Linked DNA regions of Mus musculus: region 2 is linked to region 1. The links are chromatin contacts, called in public Hi-C maps. All regions are on one chromosome and are shown on one strand. Each heading gives the region's core, a stretch centred on a gene start, on an enhancer-like site or on the middle of the called end of the contact. The rest is flanking DNA. Distances are from core to core; before and after follow the strand shown. Region 1 has its middle 84 kb from the start of Gm31096. Region 2 holds the start of 1700036G14Rik (RIKEN cDNA 1700036G14 gene).

The links. A called contact is a pair of places that touch in the nucleus more often than the background predicts.
Region 2: a contact with region 1 is called in a Hi-C map of cerebral cortex, with 2.5 times the contacts expected there. The contact joins the promoter of 1700036G14Rik here to the enhancer-like site in region 1. A contact is called at or near these places in 5 of 484 Hi-C or Micro-C datasets (cerebral cortex, cortical neurons and nephron progenitors) and 1 of 115 datasets of contacts at active chromatin or transcription factors (neural progenitor cells).

Annotation. Positions count from the first base shown.
Region 1 is chr3:85,204,781-85,208,195 of GRCm38.p6, forward strand. No RefSeq gene overlaps it. Among named protein-coding and RNA genes, the nearest start is that of Gm31096, 84 kb to the left of the region's middle. Within about 2 kb of position 1,966, at least 13 of the 459 cell types and tissues checked have an H3K27ac peak or open chromatin away from gene starts, as enhancers often do. A contact at or near this core is called in cerebral cortex, where this site is marked.
Region 2 is chr3:85,315,474-85,319,167 of GRCm38.p6, forward strand. 1700036G14Rik (RIKEN cDNA 1700036G14 gene) reads left to right here and starts at 2,046. Exons shown (of 3, transcript NR_040542.1): 1 at 2,046-2,087.

The DNA of each region.
Region 1 (3,415 bases), core at 716-3,215:
CCAATAGCCACGTTCAACCTTAGTTCTATAAAGACCCTGACGCCTAGTGTGGCTGTGATCTGATGGCGTGGGGTTGGCAATGAATAAGTGGGGATCAATTCAACCCTGAAGACTGCTTCAGGGATATTTCAGATGCCCGTTTTGACTCTGTCTCTGAGTAGGGGCCTTTGGGAGGACTGTGGGTTGGGGAATTGGGTTCTCAGAAACAGAGAATAATCTAGGCTCACCTGAGCATCGATGGAATTGAATAGGGTGATATGGAAAACACATGGTAAGGGAAGTCAGGGACCAGGGTTCTCATATCTCCTAGATCATCATCCAGAAACACAGAGATGATTGTTCAACAGAAGATGGGCAGCTATGAAAGAAAAGTAGATATCAGGAGACCCACACTATGACAAATAGTTGTCACATAGTTATCTCTTTGCTTTAGAAAGAAGATTCTGAGAAGGACCATATCCGAGCTGGACCATATTTGAACTGTACTGTCTCTGAATTGAGCCATGTCTAAACCAAACCATCTCTGATGCTGTGTGATACTGCCTTCACAGGCCTTCTCTCACTCCTTTTTTGAGTTCTTTGCTTCTTTTTATCAGACGAGAACAGAGATTTCTGCTCATGGAGTTTTGCTGCTATATTTGTTCTCCATGTCCTCTCAGTGAACAGGGGTCTCCGTCTGCCCAGGAAGGTCACTAGTCTGTGTCACTATAAAAAATCAGAGTGAGCAGCTTTCCAGTGTGCTCAGTTTATTAATGTCTTCTTTGTGATTTGTACTGGTTGTAAATATTATGTCCGTTATAAATAATGATCCAACATGCCATTTTTTCCTGTGGTCCTTGGTTACCTGGCCTATAAAACCAGAGGGCTGAATTAAATGATTATTAAGGTCCCTGCAGCTTTAACTCTGATGGATTTCATGAAGATTAACCTCCTGTGAGTAGACAGTCTATGGGGCTTGCCAGAGTGAGGTATCCCTAAGAACTTCGAAATGGGAAATACAATTTCCCTTGGAGAGTAAAACTTTAAAGGCAGCCAACACTAGATCAAAGAAGATATATTCAAAGTCTCCTTAAATGGACAGGATAGATTTCAGACCAGAACTGTCTGGACTTGATAATCCAAACATATCTAGGGTCAGAGTGTCCTGTCTGAGAGATGGAGCACCACGGAAGCAAGAAGAGGACACTGGGGACGGTGTCTTGATCTGTCCTGGCTCTGACAAGATTGGGATATTAGTGGGTCTGGGGCACTTTCCCAGCTGTGTCTCTGTTACAGACTGGCAGTAGACTGTCATGACTTGATGCCCCATGCCACTGACACGACTCACTATATTTAACCGACAATCCATCTAGTGTGGGCACCAACCCAGGAAAAGGGGTGTCAGCTACAGCTGGAATGGAAACTCAGGGCATTCACTGTAGCCAACACTTACCTTCTATAGTCTGAGAAGTGTGGGGCCTCCAGCCTGGATGGGGAGGTCTGTATAAACCCAGTGGGAAGCTCAGGATAGAGGCTGTCAGCTATCAGTTTCCGATCAGCTCAGAGAGGTTTAATACTTCAATAATGAAACACTTTTAAGCCTTTCAGTCCACCCCCTCTCTGATTGCAGTTCACCCAAACACCCCGAGTTTGAGTGCTGTCTCCCTTATGTGTCTGTCTGAAGAAAGGATAGCCTGGCTGGGGTCTGGGAGGCAGGGACATCTATGAAGGACACAAGGAGGTGACTGGAAGATGATTCTGCTCCTTGGGGCCAACAGAGAGTCTCCTCTTCAGCCTCTTGGGAGCCTGCTCATAGTGATCGGTGCGAGCTCACCCCAGTGAGAGAAATGCAATCTGGGCTTGCTGACAAAGTCAAGTGCTTCAGCTAAAAGAAAGAAGCGCTCAACGTCCTCACAAAATACTTCTTGGAAGCAGCCAGCCAATCCTTCGTTCAAACTTAGAGTCTGTGGTGCAAGGGAGTCTTCAGTAGTTTTCCACAGGCCTGCTGGCTGAATCTCCGCAGCATGTGGAATTTCAACTATAGGCAGGACAGCATGATACAGCGATTTCTCTCTTCTCTTCTCTCCTCCTCCTCCTCCTCCTCCTCCTCCTCCTCCTCCTCCTCCTCCTCCTCCTCCTCCTCTTCCTCTCTCTCCCTCTCCCTTTTTTCTCTCTTCCTCCTTCCTCCCTTTTCCCCTCCCTCCCTCCTTTTCATCTTCCCTCCCTCCCCACTCTCAATATGCTCAGTCATTTGTCTGTCAGGCAGATCTGCTTGGGTATCTAATAGGTTTCTCAATCATATTATGTCCAAAATATCACCCTTGGCACTGACTCTTCTCTTAAACCACCCCTTCCCATGTCCCCTTGTCTCTCAAGCCTGACCTAAAATCACATTCTGCCCAGGACCCCTCTCCTCAGACTCTTGCTTCCACCTGTAGCCTCTACTTAGGATATCATTGCTTCTAAGCTATAAGGTCATAAAGAGCACTTCCGGATTCCAGGTCAAAGCAGGTGACAGAGGTGGTTAAGCTTATGCATGCACGTGCACACGCACACACGTGCACATACACACACATGTATTTAAAGTCTGTTTGCTCTTTTCTAGTCTTTCCCAGTTCCTTCCACACCCACACTACTTTTTGGTTTCATATGTGTTTCATGAACCTCTCTGGTTTCATGTATAATTTTGGTAGAAACAGCCATACAAGGCTATCTGTGAACCCCAGGTCTCCAGCTCCTTTGCCTGGGAAAACACAGGCAGGTTGGAGCCTGATAGGACCAAGAAAGCCTTATTTTGAACCTAGGAGGAAAAGGCAGAATAGAATTCCAGTAGATACCACTCAGGTGATGCTTCTGGTCCCAGGGAAGAAGCAATACTGGCAGGTCAGAGACTCTGGGCTAGCCTGGGCTGGCCCGGACTGGACTTAGTTGTGAGTCCCTGCAACTTGGCTCCCCATCTTTTCCATAAAGACAAATACCACTGCTGTGTCTAGGAAGAGGCTCTGAATGTTTCAGCCCTTCGCTTATTCCCAACCCTGTCCCCAAGCCAACAGGGAAGGTTTGAGATGTTTGGTGGGTAGAGTTCTTAGGCAGCTACATATATCTCCCTAAGGAGTTGGGGCTCAGCCTTCAGACTGATGCTGGTAGTGGACAGGAAGTTAGGGACAGCCATGAAGGACACAGAGGCAAAAGGGGATGAGCCAGATGGAATGCATCTGAGTCCCCACCCTGGCACTACCGGGATGCCTCAGGAGTGGGATGCCAGTGAGGATAATCAAGAACAAACATCAATGGAAAAATAGATATCACCTCTCCCCATCCATGGCTGCATCGATTTCATAGCACACACTCCACTGTGCTACAGAATAAACCCAATACCCCACACTTTGTCCTTGTCAGGGAACAAAACAGGTTCCAGTGCTCCACTTTGGGTCCT
Region 2 (3,694 bases), core at 796-3,295, 110 kb after region 1:
TACTCACCCAGGGACATTTTATTCTAGGTGAGCGGACAGGAATGTTAATTCCATCCATGCTCCTTTCCAAGGATTGGCTTGAGAAAAGGACTCCCTCTCTCTCCTTTTAAATGAAGGCTTGGTGAAGAGGGCACACGGGCCAGGTCTGCAGGTGAGATTTGAAATGGATCTGGGTGGGGCCCTGTCCTCTCTTTGACTGGACCGTGAAGCCTGGAGGCTCCCTTCCACCTTTCTGTCTTCTAGGGAACTTGGAACACAGATACACAAGGGCAACTTTTAAAACATTATTTTTCTTTTAAAAATTCAGTTACGCAGGACGGGGGATGCAGCTCAATGACTGGGCACGCTTGTGCAGAATAAGTGAGACCATGGGTTCAATTTCCAGTAGCAAATAAAAGAAAAAATTTTTAAAGAAATGCATGTCTAAACCCTTCCATATATATATAAGATATATTTTACATATATCATTGCAAATCAACAGCATGGGAAAGTAGAACGTGAAAAAAAATGAAGAAAATGATGCCCCCCCTTCACCTTTTTGTTCCTCCATGCTTTTCTTTGGGCCATTATCATTTGGAGAGACCCATCTTGCTTATTTCAACTCAAGGGACAATCAGATAAACATCTGTAGAGAAAGGAGACAGAAACATGTCTTCCTGCCCTAGTCTTCTGCAACTTAGAATGAACTCAACATGTCTGGGCAACATCTTCAAGATCAGCTACAATCTGTGTAGCATCAGTGAAGAGCGAGTTTGTGGAGAGATGCTGGGAAGGGAACAAAGTCTGGAGGCCAGACATGACCTAAGAGGAAACAGGAACTGAATGTGAATTTCTTCTCATAGTTTTATGGTAGCTATCTCTTCCCTCCCACCTCCTATTAACAGAAGGATTGTAGACAAGCAAAGACAACATTTGATGGCCAATGTATGGATTCACCTTAAGTGTCCTGAATTTGTTCTGATCTTAAAACATTCAATTATCCTCTCACTCACTCAAAAACCATGCATATTTGTCTACTTGCTTCTCATGGTAAATGGGATTAGTGAGCAAATACCTCATCCTTCTGTCCATGTTCTTGGAACCATGTACCTTGAAACTCTGCATTGTATATGTGCTAAATGGAATCCCTGTATCTGAATGGAATGGGTCACACATCCTCCTCTGATGAATGGGGTATTAGTATATCACAGGTGATGTGTTTTATAAAGCCAAGGATATGTTTTATAGAGCTTGGTATGGTATGATAGGAGGGGGGTACCTCAGTGGGCCCATGCTAAGGCATCCCTCCCCCCTGAGGTACCAGCCATCCACAAGTGTAGTATAGAATAGAGTTTATTTGGGGGCATAGGGAGGGGAGTTGAGAAGGGAGTAGAGGTAGAGGCAAAGAAAGAGAACAGAGAGGGAGAGGGAGAAGAGGGAGGGGGAGGGGGAGAGGGAGAGGGAGAGATCAGCCAGGAACATGTAGAAAGAGAGGTGGAGGGGGAACAGGAAAGAGGGAGAAGGGGGTCCGATAGAGAAAAGGGCAGATAGAGAGAGATGGAGAAGCCAAACAGTCCTTTGTAAGGGTCCATGATTTTCTAAAGAATGATAGCCCAGACTCAAATAGTATGTAAATGAAATGAGTGTTTTATTTTGCTGAAGTCCAGTGTTCTGGGGTCTCCCATGACCAAGCTAGAGAAACACCCAAATGCACTTGCAGGCCTGATTTAAAGCACATTAGGGAATTCTGGGGTAGGTGACCTCTATGTTAATCTGTTGTGTCCATCTCTCCAGACATTCCATTTCTGTAGTGTGGGGGCTAGAAACTTGCTGGAGAGGTCTGGAGACTGTTGCTGAGGAAGTCTGGAAACTGCTGCTGACCCATTGTCCTTGCCTCAGGGCAGGTGACAGGGCAGCTTCTGAGGCCTGGACTTGCCTGAAATTGCCCAGTTCTTAGAAACAGACATTTAGGCCTAGTCTCCTGAACTGCCAATTTGAAGCCTGTCATGGAGTCAGCCTAGCCTTCTCACCCTTTTATAACAAGCCAGGACTACCTGACTGTTGCTAGGTAACTGTTGGGCGGAGCGTAGAAGGAATACCAACAACAGGTAAGCTGTCTTGTTTCCTCTGCCTTTCTGATACCACCATGAAAAGGATGGGCTCCAACTAGCCCTTAGTCCTAAGAAAAGCATGAGAAACCCATGAAGCAGGGCTTTCCCAGCTCCGTCGCCCAGCTGAAGAATAGGTGTCTGAACAGGCCTGAGCCAGCCTGAACCAGCCTGAGCTGGCCTGAACCAGCCCAGCAGCCAAGCTCCATCCACATCAGACCTAGGAAAGACAAACATTGGTGGTGGCTAGCTACCAGCGCTTTGCAGTTCCCATTTTGCTGCAGTTTGATAGTCATGACTGGTATAGACACCTTCAGTCTTCCAGGCACTTGATAGGATGCCAGAGAAGGCAGGAGGCTTTACCAGGCTCGCTTTCCATTAGAGCCCATTACAATTTACATACACACCTTGCCCACTTAGTCTTTTGTGTGGCCAGTTTTGAGATGAGGAGTCTGAGACATAAGAAGGCTAGCCAGCCCATATCTCGAGCTGGAACTCAAACCTGGGTCTTCTAACTCCAAGTGCTAGGTTTTCCCACCACCTCATAGGAACCTGCACCTGCTTTAGAAGTCAGCATCTCTGGCTGGAGTTGCAGATGGCTCTAAATCCGGTGGTGGGTATTTGAAAAGTGACCCAAAGGGTGCTGTTCTGTGAACTAGAGGACAAGGAGAAATAATTGTCGTTTTTTACCGCCCCAAAATGGTTCCCCCTTTGCAATCAAACCAATCTCTGTTTACAAGTATTTAGCATGGTTCTAGAAATTGCATTTTGAAATTATGCGAACAGAGAGAGAAAAGACAGCCCACACAGTGAGTGATTTCTCGTGGGTAATTGGCTGCTGGTTCTGGCTCCAATGATGCCGTCTTTTTAGAGTATAATTAGTGATTTCAAAGGAAACTGTTAGAGATGGCTGAAATCTCCAAAGAAAGGCTTTTGTAGCTCCTCCTATCAGGGCGCTTCTAAAATGCGTGCTGACAAAACACTTTTTGTTCTTTTCTAATGACCTTTCAAGCTACTTTCTAAAATCCTGGTTTCTAAGACTCAGAGAGATTGATCCTCTCCTTTATGCTCAAGGTCACTTCATGATCAAGATGGCTGCTTCAGACTGAGCCTTTACAACTGCGTTTAAACTTCAGGGGGAAGGAAGGGCTGGCTCCTCCCAGCTGAGTCAGTTATTTTTAGGGAAGACATACATGTCCAAAGTTCCATCACACAGCTCTTACTTACAACCCATTGACTGCAATGGCGACACCCAGGCATATCTGGCTGTGAGAGAGGCTGGGTCAATGGAGCTGAAAATTAGGGTTCTTTTGCTAAGGAGGAAGACAAGAATAGAGGTTGGGACAGAAAGCGAGTTTCAGTCATCAAATGTAACAGTAAAGAATCACAGCTTTGAGTGTGAGGTGAGGGTGATTAGAAATCCACAGTAAAGCAAAGGTGTTTGGCTAACTCTCAGACCTTGGCTAGAGAAGAATGTTGCCTTCTGACTCACTATGTTAAAGATGCTGCCCCTGATTTGGATGGAGCCGTGTAGAGTTCATCGCACTCTCTGCAGACAACGCGGATAGGAAATGTTGCACTGTTAATCAGGATCTGAGAGCTCTAGG